Regions from separate parts of the Mus musculus genome. Here region 1 is linked to region 2. The links are chromatin contacts, called in public HiChIP or PLAC-seq maps. All regions are on one chromosome and are shown on one strand. The core of a region is the stretch at or near the end of the contact, and the rest is flanking DNA. Distances in the headings are between cores, read along the strand shown. Region 1 holds the start of Apoo (apolipoprotein O). Region 2 has its middle 42 kb from the start of Mir7673.

Evidence for each region. HiChIP or PLAC-seq counts read pairs in DNA pulled down with a chosen protein or histone mark.
Region 1: an H3K27ac HiChIP or PLAC-seq map of trophoblast stem cells shows a contact between it and region 2, with 11 read pairs. The contact joins the promoter of Apoo here to the enhancer-like site in region 2. A contact is called at or near these places in 8 of 39 promoter capture datasets (the 3T3-L1 cell line, 3T3-L1-derived adipocytes, embryonic stem cells and 4 more), 1 of 15 datasets of contacts at CTCF or cohesin (embryonic stem cells), 4 of 484 Hi-C or Micro-C datasets (bone marrow-derived dendritic cells, brain, embryonic fibroblasts and 1 more), 4 of 115 datasets of contacts at active chromatin or transcription factors (embryonic stem cells and trophoblast stem cells) and 3 of 9 other capture datasets (adipose tissue, liver and pancreatic islet).

What each region holds. Positions count from the first base shown.
Region 1 is chrX:94,365,343-94,371,309 of GRCm38.p6, reverse strand. It overlaps Apoo (apolipoprotein O), which reads right to left and starts at 4,200. Exons shown (of 9, transcript NM_026673.4): 1 at 4,148-4,200. The coding sequence starts at 4,156. It overlaps Fam90a1b (family with sequence similarity 90, member A1B), which reads left to right and starts at 4,533. Exons shown (of 10, transcript NM_001362881.1): 1 at 4,533-4,679; 2 at 5,567-5,651.
Region 2 is chrX:94,313,333-94,319,418 of GRCm38.p6, reverse strand. It overlaps the pseudogene Gm14826. Among named protein-coding and RNA genes, the nearest start is that of Mir7673, 42 kb to the right of the region's middle. Within about 2 kb of position 2,873, at least 4 of the 459 cell types and tissues checked have an H3K27ac peak or open chromatin away from gene starts, as enhancers often do. A contact at or near this core is called in trophoblast stem cells, where this site is marked.

The sequences.
Region 1 (5,967 bases), core at 2,951-5,450, 51 kb before region 2:
AATTACCTACAAGTATTGAAAACCTAGAGCTCACCGGACTCCATCTAACTAATAAACTTGGGGGCTGGAAAGATGACTTAGCAATAAACAGTGCTTGATGCTCTCCTACAGGACCCAAGCTCAGTTGCTGGTTCCCAGCACCTATGTCAAGCAGCCAACAACTACCTCTAAATCCAGCTCTAAGGGACCCAGAGGCCTCTTCTGGCCTCCAAGGTACCAGCACACACATGGCATTCACTATGACATACATATAAATGAAACATAAAATAAAATTAATTTCTAAAGTAAAACTGAACTATGTGAAAGGCCCTCCAACTATATCTTAAATGACCATGGTAGCTGGCTAGATTTGGGAACTCCTTCCAGATAAGAACTCAGTCATTGTAATTGTATTCCACAGAACATTAACTATGCCCAGGCCATAGCCAGACAGTGATAAAATCTATGAAGTAAATAAAATCTAGCATCACACATGGAGAATATATGTATTCAATATTGAAACTTCCTGCTACAACATAAAGAAAAACTGTTTTCAACAACAGAATCCAAATTCTGGCACACTTTTCAAATGTGATTTTTTAAAAATCCACTAATATTCCCTACTGCCTTGAATGTGAATAGCCAATTCAAAACAGTGGTCACAGAGCTGGAGAAATGGCTCAATGGTTAGGAGTATATATTATTCTTACAGAGGACCTCAGTCCAATTCGCAGCACGCACAACAGTCAGCTCACAAATATCTGAAATTCCAGCTTTAGGGAGCCAACATTTCTTTGACCTCATTGGACACATACATAAACACACGTAAATAAATAATACAATTCTTAAAGGAACACAATGGTCAGATATGCCCTCAATAAGCTACATACATTGTACTTCCCTGTCAACACCTATACTATCAACTTCCTTTCCTTCTAGTTCTCATCTCCCTAAGCTGGCAATTCCCAAAGATGGACCAGTCCTATCATTTGTTCTGTCCCCTCCAAGCAGAGACCTGTGATAGCAAAACTCTCAGCAAAACTTTTGCAAAGCATTTTTGCTCCTGGTTTGTACCTCTTCCAAATCCTACCCATTCATAAATCCATTGACCTCAAAAAACCAGGGTACATTCACTAAGGATCTTACTAAATAAATTCTTAAACATTCAAAGTGTGATGACCAGCAGCATCAATGACATGGAGATGCTAAAAAAAATTTTTTAAAAAAGAAAGAAAAAAAGAAAAGAAAGAGAGAAAAAGAAAAAGAAAAAGAAAAAGAAAAAGAAAAAGAAAAAGAAAAAGGAAAAGAAAAAGGAAAATCTGAGGTCCTATCCCAGTCTAGATTTTAAGAAGAGTCATATGCACATTCAAGTTTAATGGGCTGTGGCTCTCAACTGCTAATACCTGGTATCATTCTTCCTATTCTCAAATAAAATTTGTCATTCACTGACACATTATTTGAGTTATATATAATATATATCTATTTTTATATATAATAGTGGAAGGCACTGTGTACACTACCAGAGGAGAAAGATAAATACCACTACCAGAGGAGAAAGATAAATACCAACCTGGCTACAAACCCTGTGATCTATAATGGTGACATGCCTGCAAGACAAGCTGGTGCAATAGCAGCACAAAAGTTGTGGGAGTCACCAACCAATATTTAATTAGAACTAAGGCCCATACCGTGAGGTGGAACCCATACCTGACACTGCCCAGCTGCCCAAAAACCTGAGACTTGATAGCCCCATGGATCTAGCAGAAATCCAAATACTACTGTTCTGCTAAAGAATGTAGCAATAAAATGACTCCCAATGACATTCTGCTATACTCATAGATCAGTGTCTTGCTCAACCATCATCAAAGAAGCTTCGCCCTACAGCAGATGGATGGGAACACATATAGACACCCACAACTGGACAATATGCAGAAAGTGACAGATCTTGGACCAGTCAGTCCTAAATGGGATGTCTCCATGAAAACCCTCCCCTCAGGGCTCGGAGAACCCTGTAGAAGAGGAGGAGGAAAGTCTGTAAGGACCAACAGGAATGGGGACCTCAGGGAAACAGGGCCTTCTAAGCAAAGCATGATAGACACACATGTGAACTCACAGAGACTATGGCATCATGCATAGGCCTGCAAGGGTCTGCACCAGATAGGGGCCCGGTGTTGGCAGAAGTGGACCCAAGTTCCATTCCCAGCACCCACATGGTATCTAACAAACATTTGTAACTCTAGGTCCAGGGGATCATATTCCATCTTCTGGCCTCTGTAGGTACCAGGCAAGTATGTAGTACACAGACATATATGCAGGCAAAACACTAATACACATAAAAAATAAAACAGATGTTCAACACAACTAAAGACACAAAGAACCCCTGGAATTTCCAAAACATCCTCAAAGTGGGTAGTACCAGTCAGTGAGAACCATTGTTTTACAATCGCATTTTTTATCTGAGTCATAAAGCTATGCTAATCTTTCATGTCCATCAATAAATTAAATGTATCAGGATCATGAAAGATTTTCAAAGAGCCAAAGTCAGTGCACACTTGCACAAACTTATCTGAACATACCCGACATGGGCATTGTTGGCTGCAGATCCAGTTTCCATTACACCTTTTCATGAAGCCATTCCTTTTCCCTGTGCTTACGCAGTGGTCCTGTTAGCCTAAGCTAACCAGAGACTAGCATTCCCTGGCAACTGCAATGAGGCTAGTGACAGACACCTGACCCATACTGGTCCAATCAGACCTGAAGAAAAAACATACTCCAAGCTTGGGAGTTTTATCCTCTCCTCTTCCCCTAGTGAATAAGAAAGTACTGTTATGTCAGTCATCTTGAAACCATAAGGAAGACCAACAATGCCATAGTAAATGCCATAGTAAACCCTGATGGCATTGCTGAGCCAACAAATCTATGAGTTCAGTGTCCATCCTTCCTCTGCATTTAGTGACATAATTCCCCTCAGTATTTAACAGTTAGACTTTATTACCCTAATTTCACAATGGGGGGGGGGGGGAACAGGCAGTTAAGTGGAGTTAAGTGACATGTCCATTATCATATAGCTAGTAACTGACAATACCACAGCACTGGAAGGCAGAAGCCATGGTCTCATTTTGCAGCCCTTACTATTGTGCCTCAAACACCCACCGCAGCTGCAAGAAACTTTGAAATGAGGAGCACAAGTCTGAAATTTCATTAGCACCATTCTGTAAATATTGTGTTTCTTGAGACTTGATTTTGTAGATTTCTGGCTGCCTGTGGCTATTTTTTAAGACAGAAACTTTATGTAACACTGGTTGTCCTGGAAATCGCTACGTAAACCAGGCTATCCTCGAACTCATCTTCATGAATTTATCCACTGCCTCTGCCTCCTGAGTGCTGGGATTAAAGGTGTGCACAGCCTGTGGGGTTTTTTTAATGACAAAATATATTTGCCGTTTAAGAAAGAATAATTTATGCTAAAATACAGGTTTTTGAAAGTCTTCACTGTAAATGTCCATCTTATGGAGGACAGTTCGAAAAAACTGTAAGAGGGGAGAAGAGTCGACTTCATACTAATGCTCACTGGGCAGTAAAGCTCCAGCTACATACACACACACACACACACACACACACACACACACACAGAGAGAGAGAGGGGGGGAGGGGGAGGGAGGGGGAGGGAGGGGAAGGGAGGGAGAGAGGGGGGGATGAGGGGGAGAGAGAGAGAGACCCCCCCGCCCCGCCCCAAGCCAGCATCCCCGACATCCTCCGAAGCTGACCCTCCCCCACCCACGGGCCAGGTTCTGAAACTTGATCCTGCCAAGCAACCAAAGCCACAAACCCTGCAGCGCCCAGACCTGGCTTCATCCTCCCCACAACCCCAAAAGGGCATTAGCCGAGGAGGTGGGCACGATAGAGGCGTTTTAACTTTTCAAAGTGTTTCATTCGCGAGAGAGCTCAAAGGGCCGATCCCACCAATCTAGGGTTTCACTCCACAACCTCACAGGTGCTGGTACCGAGTGCTGAATGAACCGCCGCCAAGCCAGAATTTAGCCCGGAGGTGAAAAAGGCCTCAGGAGGAACCGAGTCTGGTCCCCAAAAAGACGCCCGGGAGCGTGGGGAGGGCTCCTGGAGGCTGAGAGGGGACAATGACAGCTGTGACCCGGCTCCACATTCTCACCTTGAACATGTCGCTGGCAGCCGCGGCTCCGGCAGGGTCACCCCTCCCTTGGCCCCTCCCACTATAAAAAAGGCAACTACGGTGGCCGGGTTAGATCCTGATTCCCTTGACCACGAGCGAGCACGAGATGATGCTGTGACGCCAGCTTAACCCGCCAAAAGCTCGGCCTGCGCCGCTAGGTGGCGTGTCGCGTTGCTTAGCAACCGAGAGGCGCGCGCGGGAACCTAACAAATTCAAACCCCGCCTCCTAGACAGTCCTGCCTCCTTGCAGGCTGTTGCTAGGCGGCAAAAGGCTGCAGGTCCGTGTGGGCGGCCGCACGCTGTGGTGAGAAGAAGGCGGTTCTCTGGCTCCCTGCCGCGCCGGGGACTGGCTTTCGCCTCCACTGCCAGGCTCCGGCTGCGAGGGTTGAGAATCCTGCACGCTGAGGCAGCCAGGCGGTGGCGCCCGACGGACGAGGGTAAACTGCACCAGTCTCTTAGGGAGAAGCAGCGGATCGACCCGACCTTGGGGCATCGATTTACCTCATAAAAGGTTTTTCCCTTAAAGAATTTACCTTGCGCTGAACGGTCCTTAAGTTTTACGTTTAAACTAAATGTAACATGTCGCTTACTTGTGAAAAAATGACCGGTACCGGTGTTTTTCTTTTTAAAGTACTAAAGTGTAAATCTGACAATCAAATATTGGTCCCATTTAATACTTGTAGACGTAAAATGGCAGTATTTGGCTATTTGCGAGAAAAACTGGCGTTGTCGCTGGTTTAATAATTTCATTTTTTCCACCCAAGTCTATGGGCACAATTGTCACGGCCGAGCGTCCAAGGCTGTGAAAAATCTAAGGCTAGGATTCAACTCCAGGTAGGCTGCCTCTTGAAATCTCAGCGCTAGCCTCAGGGAACACTAGCGGGTCCGATAAAGACGGCGTATTTCATATTTCGTTTCTGTCCTAATTCGACAGAAAATGGAAGAAGCCCTGTGGGCGGGCGTCCTGGAGATGCGGAGATTTTTTCAGTGTAAGGTCACTTGTCCTTTTACCCAGAGACTGATTGGGACACACCTGTCCTTAAGGAAATTAGGGGGGTTTTTATTCGCTGAGGGAGAGAGAGAGAGAGAGAGAGAGAGAGAGAGAGAGAGAGAGAGAGAGAGAGAGAGAGAGAGAGAGAGAGAGAGAAGGAAAAGGCGCGCCGCGCGTCTGGGACAAGCTGGAGCGCTTCGGTAAGAAGTTAGGTTTGTCGTAGTATGTAGTATCGGAGCTTTAGTTCAGTGATTTGTGGTCAAAGTTTTTTGGTTTTTTTTTTTTTTTTTAAAGCGGGACTTTGCGGTGTTCGAAAGTTTCAGGGAGGAGAAAGCCCTAGAGCTCAGCCTACTGCCGGACCAACTTCCAAATGTTACGAGCGGCTTTTTTTTCCCCCTTCTCAACAGAATTGTGTGTTCCGAGCCATCTCCATCTCCAGACCCTGAGGAGAAATACTGAATAGACTCGGAAGGCTCTGTCTGCATCAGTAAGGTAACATCTTAGAAGTGGGAAGCATGGTGATGATAAGTTACAGCCAAAGCGCTTGCTTAATGCCAGGAGTTGCGGGGGTATGTGAACTAGGAAAAGAAGGAAATGACAATTTCACCTTCACTAAACTCTAACTGAACTTTAGCATTTAAGTACGGTGTAGGCAACAAACCTTAGTATTAGCAGTACTTGCGAGTGTCGCCAATAGAAAGCAGGTATTTTCAAACCATTTACAGTCACAGCAGCTAACTAAAAATATCACTTATGCTCATTACTACAAAAGTACAATCGTTATTAAATTTTTATTTTATGCATAAAG
Region 2 (6,086 bases), core at 1,624-4,123:
CAGGACCAGCCTGTGCACAGAGCCTTGAGATGCCTCCGCCTCACCTAAAGCAAGTGCAGAAGACCCCAGCTCTGGGTGGAGGCGGGTAGCCTCCATACTCGCTCCCGGGCTGGAGGAGATCCGGTGCCCCTCTGCGGGTAGGGGCAGTCCTGGACTGTCTCACGGGACAAGAGCTGCAGCCTCTGCCGCCGTCCCAATTCTAGAAGAAGCTTAGCTTGCCCTAGAAGAGGTTCTTGAAGGTGTTTACTGGATTGTGCAGTTATCACCCGTTCGTGGAACAGTTGACAAGGCAGGCTTCCATTTTACAAACAAGTTCATTTTCAGCGATGTGTCCCGACTCGGGCATTTAGAGGTCAGTTCTGTCCACAGATTCCCCACTGCTGTTTTATCGTCACAGCTGAGGTGCCTCCTTTGATTCTTCCCACAAATTGAAAGCTTCCAGCTTTAGGGACCAAGGTTTGCCCTTCCCTCCTCTCAAATAATAATCAGATGCAAGTATGAATGAACATATCACTGTGTGAAAAAGTGAAGATTCCAAGCTTCCGGAGGAGGAAACGTGAATTCTGTGATCTTGGTGGTCAATTTGATTGGATTTGGAGTCAAGTAGAAGGGAAACTGTTGGACACTCCTGTGAGGGATTTTCTTGATCAGCTTATTTGAAGTGCGAAAACCCACTGCGCAGTGTGCTCAGGTGGCAACCCGTACAAAAGGGAAACTGAAGCTGGAAACTCGGCTTTTGCCTGTTTGCCTTGGCTTGCTGATAAGTATCCTCCTGTTCCTGCCACAAAGGAGTTCCTTTGATGACATTAGAATCATCGCCTTCCAGCTGCCAACTCAGACTGAAGACCAACAGCTCTCTAGGAACCCTCTGGGCCTTCAGCACCGCCTTGAGACTGCCTAGACGCGTCCTTGCGAGCAGCTGCCACCATTGGTCAGCCCAGACCATATTGAGTAGCCTTCGTGGCTGTTCCACATCATTCACAGGAGACTTCCTATCTGCTGCCTCCAGATCCTGAGGACTGGGAGAAACAGGGCATCCCTGACTTTGTCTATGGCCAGGAGGATCTCGTTGGCTAGGAAATTCAGTGGCCAAGGAATTCACGTAGTGCCGTGGACACACTACCACTACCCCACTTTGACTCTGCAGTCTGCTTTGCACTGAGGCAGCAGCTGGAACTGGGCCTGTTTCGATACCGCCTAGAAGATCTGCAGACCCAAATCCTCCCTGGTTCCGTGGGGTTTGTAGCTCAGCCGCATATAGAGCAAGGGATACAGAGGAGGCGCCCTCAGAATATCAAAAGTGTGAGGCAGGAGTTTGGCCCGGAACAGTTTCACTTCAATAAAATCCGACCTAGAGAAGTCCTTTTCCCTTGTGTAAAGGGAGCTTAATGGCCCAGCTGCTCCAAAGCAAGAGGACGTCCTTGTAGTGATCAATGTCAGCTCCCTGGAGTCATGTGCTGCTGGTGCCTGCACCTGCTCATGGGCTTCCCCAACGGCTGCTGCCTGGAGTGCTACGGGTGGGGCTAGAAGCTGTCCTACTGAGCTTGACCCAGGCTTCCAGGTTGGCTTCAACAGCCTGGGAGGTCTGGCCTCTGCGAACCATCTTTACCTGGCCCACCCACTGCCTGTGGAGGGAGCGCCAAGCACACCCCTTGACCCATCTGCTGCAGGCCCTGCCGGCTCCTGGCTTTCTCTTTTACACGAGTGGGCCAGGACCTGATTTGGGAGCGTTAATTAGCAGGGTATGCGGAGCTACTGACTACCTGAGTGACTGTGAGATTGTTCATAACTTATTTGTGACCCGGGAGCTCCACCCGGGCAGGCATCATGGACCTCAGACCTCAGTGGGATCCGAGTCATTCTATGGGCCCGGAAGTCCAGCTTTGGAATAAAGGAAAGTGGGGCATTTAGTGTTGTTACCCTGGGGCTTCTCTGAGAGGTGAGAGGCAACAGAAACACTCATGAGAACACATTTGCTCTGTGAGCTGGCCGGCCACCTCCCTGTCAAAACATCGCAGGACTTCAGCAGCTTGACAGAGGCAGCTGCAGTGGCCCTCATTCAGGACTGTCTGCTGCCCCAAACTCAGGCAGGTGAGGTACAGGCAGCGCTGGTGGGCCTGATGGCCCAGGAAGAGCTGTGATCCTTCAGGAGTGTTTCTTTGCTGACTGATTCGAGGCCTTTTTCCCAAAGGTTCAGTCCATTTGTGCATTTCATGTCATGACTGTCTTCCCACCTCCCCACATAAGGACTGCAGAGAGAGCAACTGAACGAATGTGTTCTCATAAGTGTTTCTGCTGCCTCTCACCTCTCTTTTTAGAGAAGCCCCAGGGTAACAGGTCTACCAGGAAGGGCCAGATCCGACCATTTCAGAGGGAAGAGCGCTTGATGTCAAGTAAGTCTGTTGACTGGAGTTCAACCTCCAGAACCCATAGGCTGTCTTCTGACTTTCACATGTGCACCATGAGACATACACACACCGGCACACACAAGTAAATGTAGCTCAAAACAAAGTTTGTAAAAGAGTAAATGTAAAAAGAAAAAAGTGTACAATTTAGGGCTGTGCAAGTGGTGGTCCACGCCTTTAATCCCCGCACAGAGAAGGCAGAGGCAGGACAGCCTGGTCTACAGAGCAAGTTCTAGGACAGCCAGGGCTACACAGAGAAATCCTGCTCCCCTCCCCAAACTATACTATTTTAGTTATGAAACTTAAAAACTATCTACATTTCTCTCCTGGGCCCATTAAGGCATGTGTCACATGCACTCATGTGTCTAATGTTTTGTTGAAGTTTGCTGATGTTTGTACAAAACAAAGCCCTTTGCTTTGCTAGATAGGAATGTCCAGTAGCCCCCAGGAAACACTCCTTAAAGATACTATCTTTTTGGAAAAACACCTCTGGGGCCAGCAAGATGACTCAGTGGAGCAAGGCATCTGCCACCAAGTCTGAGAATGGGAGTTGAATCTCCAGGACCCACGTAGCAGGAGGGGACTGACTCTGTCAGAAGTCCCCTGACCACCATGTGCATGCCACGTCATACACATCCACACACAACCACACATGTCAAAAAAATGAAAACTTAATAAGTTTTTTTAATTAAAAAATAAAATCACCTTTGTAGTCTTGTCAAAAACAAATCAAAGGACTGCTTCCATGCAGGTCTCTCCCGCCCTCCCTGTTCCAGTCGGTGGATCACTTGGTTCTATAGTCACTGCAGAGACACTCGAAGAGCACACCAAGAAGGTTGCTAGAACCAGTACATGGGTTTAGTCAAGGTCACAGGATATGAGATCAATACATAAAAACCCATTGTATTTGTATACAACAGCAACAAAACATTGGAAATTAAAATTTAAAACTATAAAGTTTGTGATAGCACTAGAAATATCAAATCCTTAGTCATAATTCTTACAAAGAATGTACAAGGTCTGTTTGAAATTTTCTACAAAAAGCCTTCCTGGGGTTGAGGCTCCTGGCAATCTTTTCATGAATTTGGAGAAATATGACATTTTCTTTATTACTACCTTACAAAATGGCTCAAAACCTAGTGGCCTGTCACACTCATACGTATTACCTCACAAATCCTGTGGTTCAGGAATCTGGGTAGAGTTCAGGGCCTCCTACCTCAGGATCCTTAGCTCACAAGGTTGCAATCAAGTCGTCAGCCAGAGCTGAGGTAACGATCTGCTGGGAATGTCCACAGTCATAAGAGTTGTCTGCGTGATTAACCTCACCAGCAGTTAAGAACACTTGCTGTCTGGCAGAGGATCGAAGTTTAGTTCCCAGCCTCACTATCGGGCAGCTCACTTCCTGCCTGTGACTCTGGCTCCAGAGGTTCTGATGGCTCTAAGGATACCCACACACCCATCCGTGGTGTAGATTTGGAGAGATCCCAGTTTGCTTTTCTATTGTCTATAATAATCACCACGATCAGAACCAACTTGGGAGGAAAGGGTTTATTTCAGTTTACAGTTTCACATATACTCCATCACTGAGGGGAGCCAGGCCAGGAACTCAAGTAGTGCAGGAACCTGGAGGCAGGAACTACACAGGAAAAGCCATGGAGGGGTGCTGCTGCTTACTGGCTTCATCCCCATGGCTTGCCTTTTCATACTTCCTGGGGGAGGGAGTGCGGGGGGGGGGCACCACACCCACAGACAGACAGACACACACACACAGGCAGACACACAGACAGGCAGACAGACACACAGGCAGGCAGACAGACACACACACACACACACACACACACACACACACACACACACACACACGGCTGGGCCTCCACCTCAATGAAAATGGCCTCAAGGGCTTGCCTCCGTGACAATCAGATGGAGTCATTTTCTCAATTGAGGTTCTCTCTCCCAAGGTGACTCCAGCTTCTGTCATGTTGAAAAATGAACAAACAAAAAGCAAACAAACAAAACGCTAAGCAGCCCAGCAGCTAAGAAGACAAAATTTGGGATAGCATGTGAAATGTAAATGAAGAAAATATCTAAGGAAAAAAAAAAAGAAGAAGACAAAATGTTCTTTCAGAGGACCTGAGTTCTAGTCCTAGATTCTCGGTAACCCCATGGCAGCTCACAGCTATCTGTAATTCCAGCTTCAAAGGATCTCATGCCGTCTTTTGGCCTTCTCAGGCATCAGGCATGTAGTGATATACAAACATACATTCAGGCAAAACACCCCATGTAAAATAAAATAAAAATAAACAAACGAAATATATATATTTAAAGATACCGTTCCCTGCTAATTGTGGCTGGAGGACTCTCCACAGCTCCCTTGGCCTCTCTAGAACTGCTCACAACACGGCTACTAACGCACTCGGGAGTGTGAGAGGGAGTGCCCAGCAGAAACATGGCCTCTTAGGAAGCCCATCTAGGAGGTGATACTTCCCCAGACTTGCTTCTTGCCTCTTCTGTTTACTGCAAGTGCATATCTCCCTCCAGTGTACCCTTCAAGAGAGGGGTTATGAGGGGAACGCCAGGGCCATAAAAGGGGAGTGGGTGGGTAGGGGAGAGGGGGTGGGTGGCTATGGGGGACTTTTGGTATAGCATTGCAAATGTAAATGAGCGAAATACCTAATAAAAAATGGAAAAAAAAAAAGAGAGGGGTTATGTAAATGCCCAGAAGGCAAGGCTCACTGGAGACCCTCTTTTAGGCTATCTGTCACCAAGATATCCACAGCAAGGCTTCAGTTTAGGAAGCAGGTTGTATTTACTCTGGCCATCTTTGATGTTTTTCATTGAAGTTTTATGGTGCTGAGCCTCCAGACCTTGTAAGAATAATTCTTTGTAAGAATTATGACTAAGGGTTTGGAATTTCTAGTGCTATTGCAAATGTTACCATTTTAAAATTCAATTTCCAATGTTTTGTTGCCATTGTATACAAATACAAATGGGTTTTTATGTATTGATCTCATATCCTGTGACCTTGATTAAATCCATGTACTGGTTCTAGCAAACCTTTTTTGTGGCCTCCTCGAGTGTCTCTGCAGTGACTGTCTATAAAAATGGGTTGCTTTCTTCTTTCAGATTATATATCTTTTCATTTTCTAGCAAGGACTTTCTGTGCTGGCTATTAATCACTATTCCTTCTTGCATTCCAGAGGCTTTTATCCTTCTGGGCTATGTTTTGGAAGGCTCTTTTAGAGACTAAATTGGTAGGCTGCTTGCTATGTAAGTACGAGGATCCAATTTGTATCCTTGGTACCCACAGAAAAAAAAGCCAAGGTGACCCCAGATCTGGGGAAACAAAAACAGGAGGCTCCTGATTCGTTGAGTTTCAGGCTCATCAAGAGAACCTGTCTCATAAACTAAGGTGAGAAACCATTTAGGGAAATACCTGACATTTGCCTCTGGCCTGTACATGCACGTGTGCCCTTGAAAACACACACACACACACACACACACACACACACACACACACACACACACACTAATTCATTAAATAAGTGTGGACCAAAGTTTTTTTAATGATATCTGTTTGTGACTGAAAATATCTTTATCACTACATCATTCATAAAGGTTTACTTAGTGGGTATAAAAGACTACGCAGACAGTTTGTGCTTTTATTGCTTCGGGGATACTGTT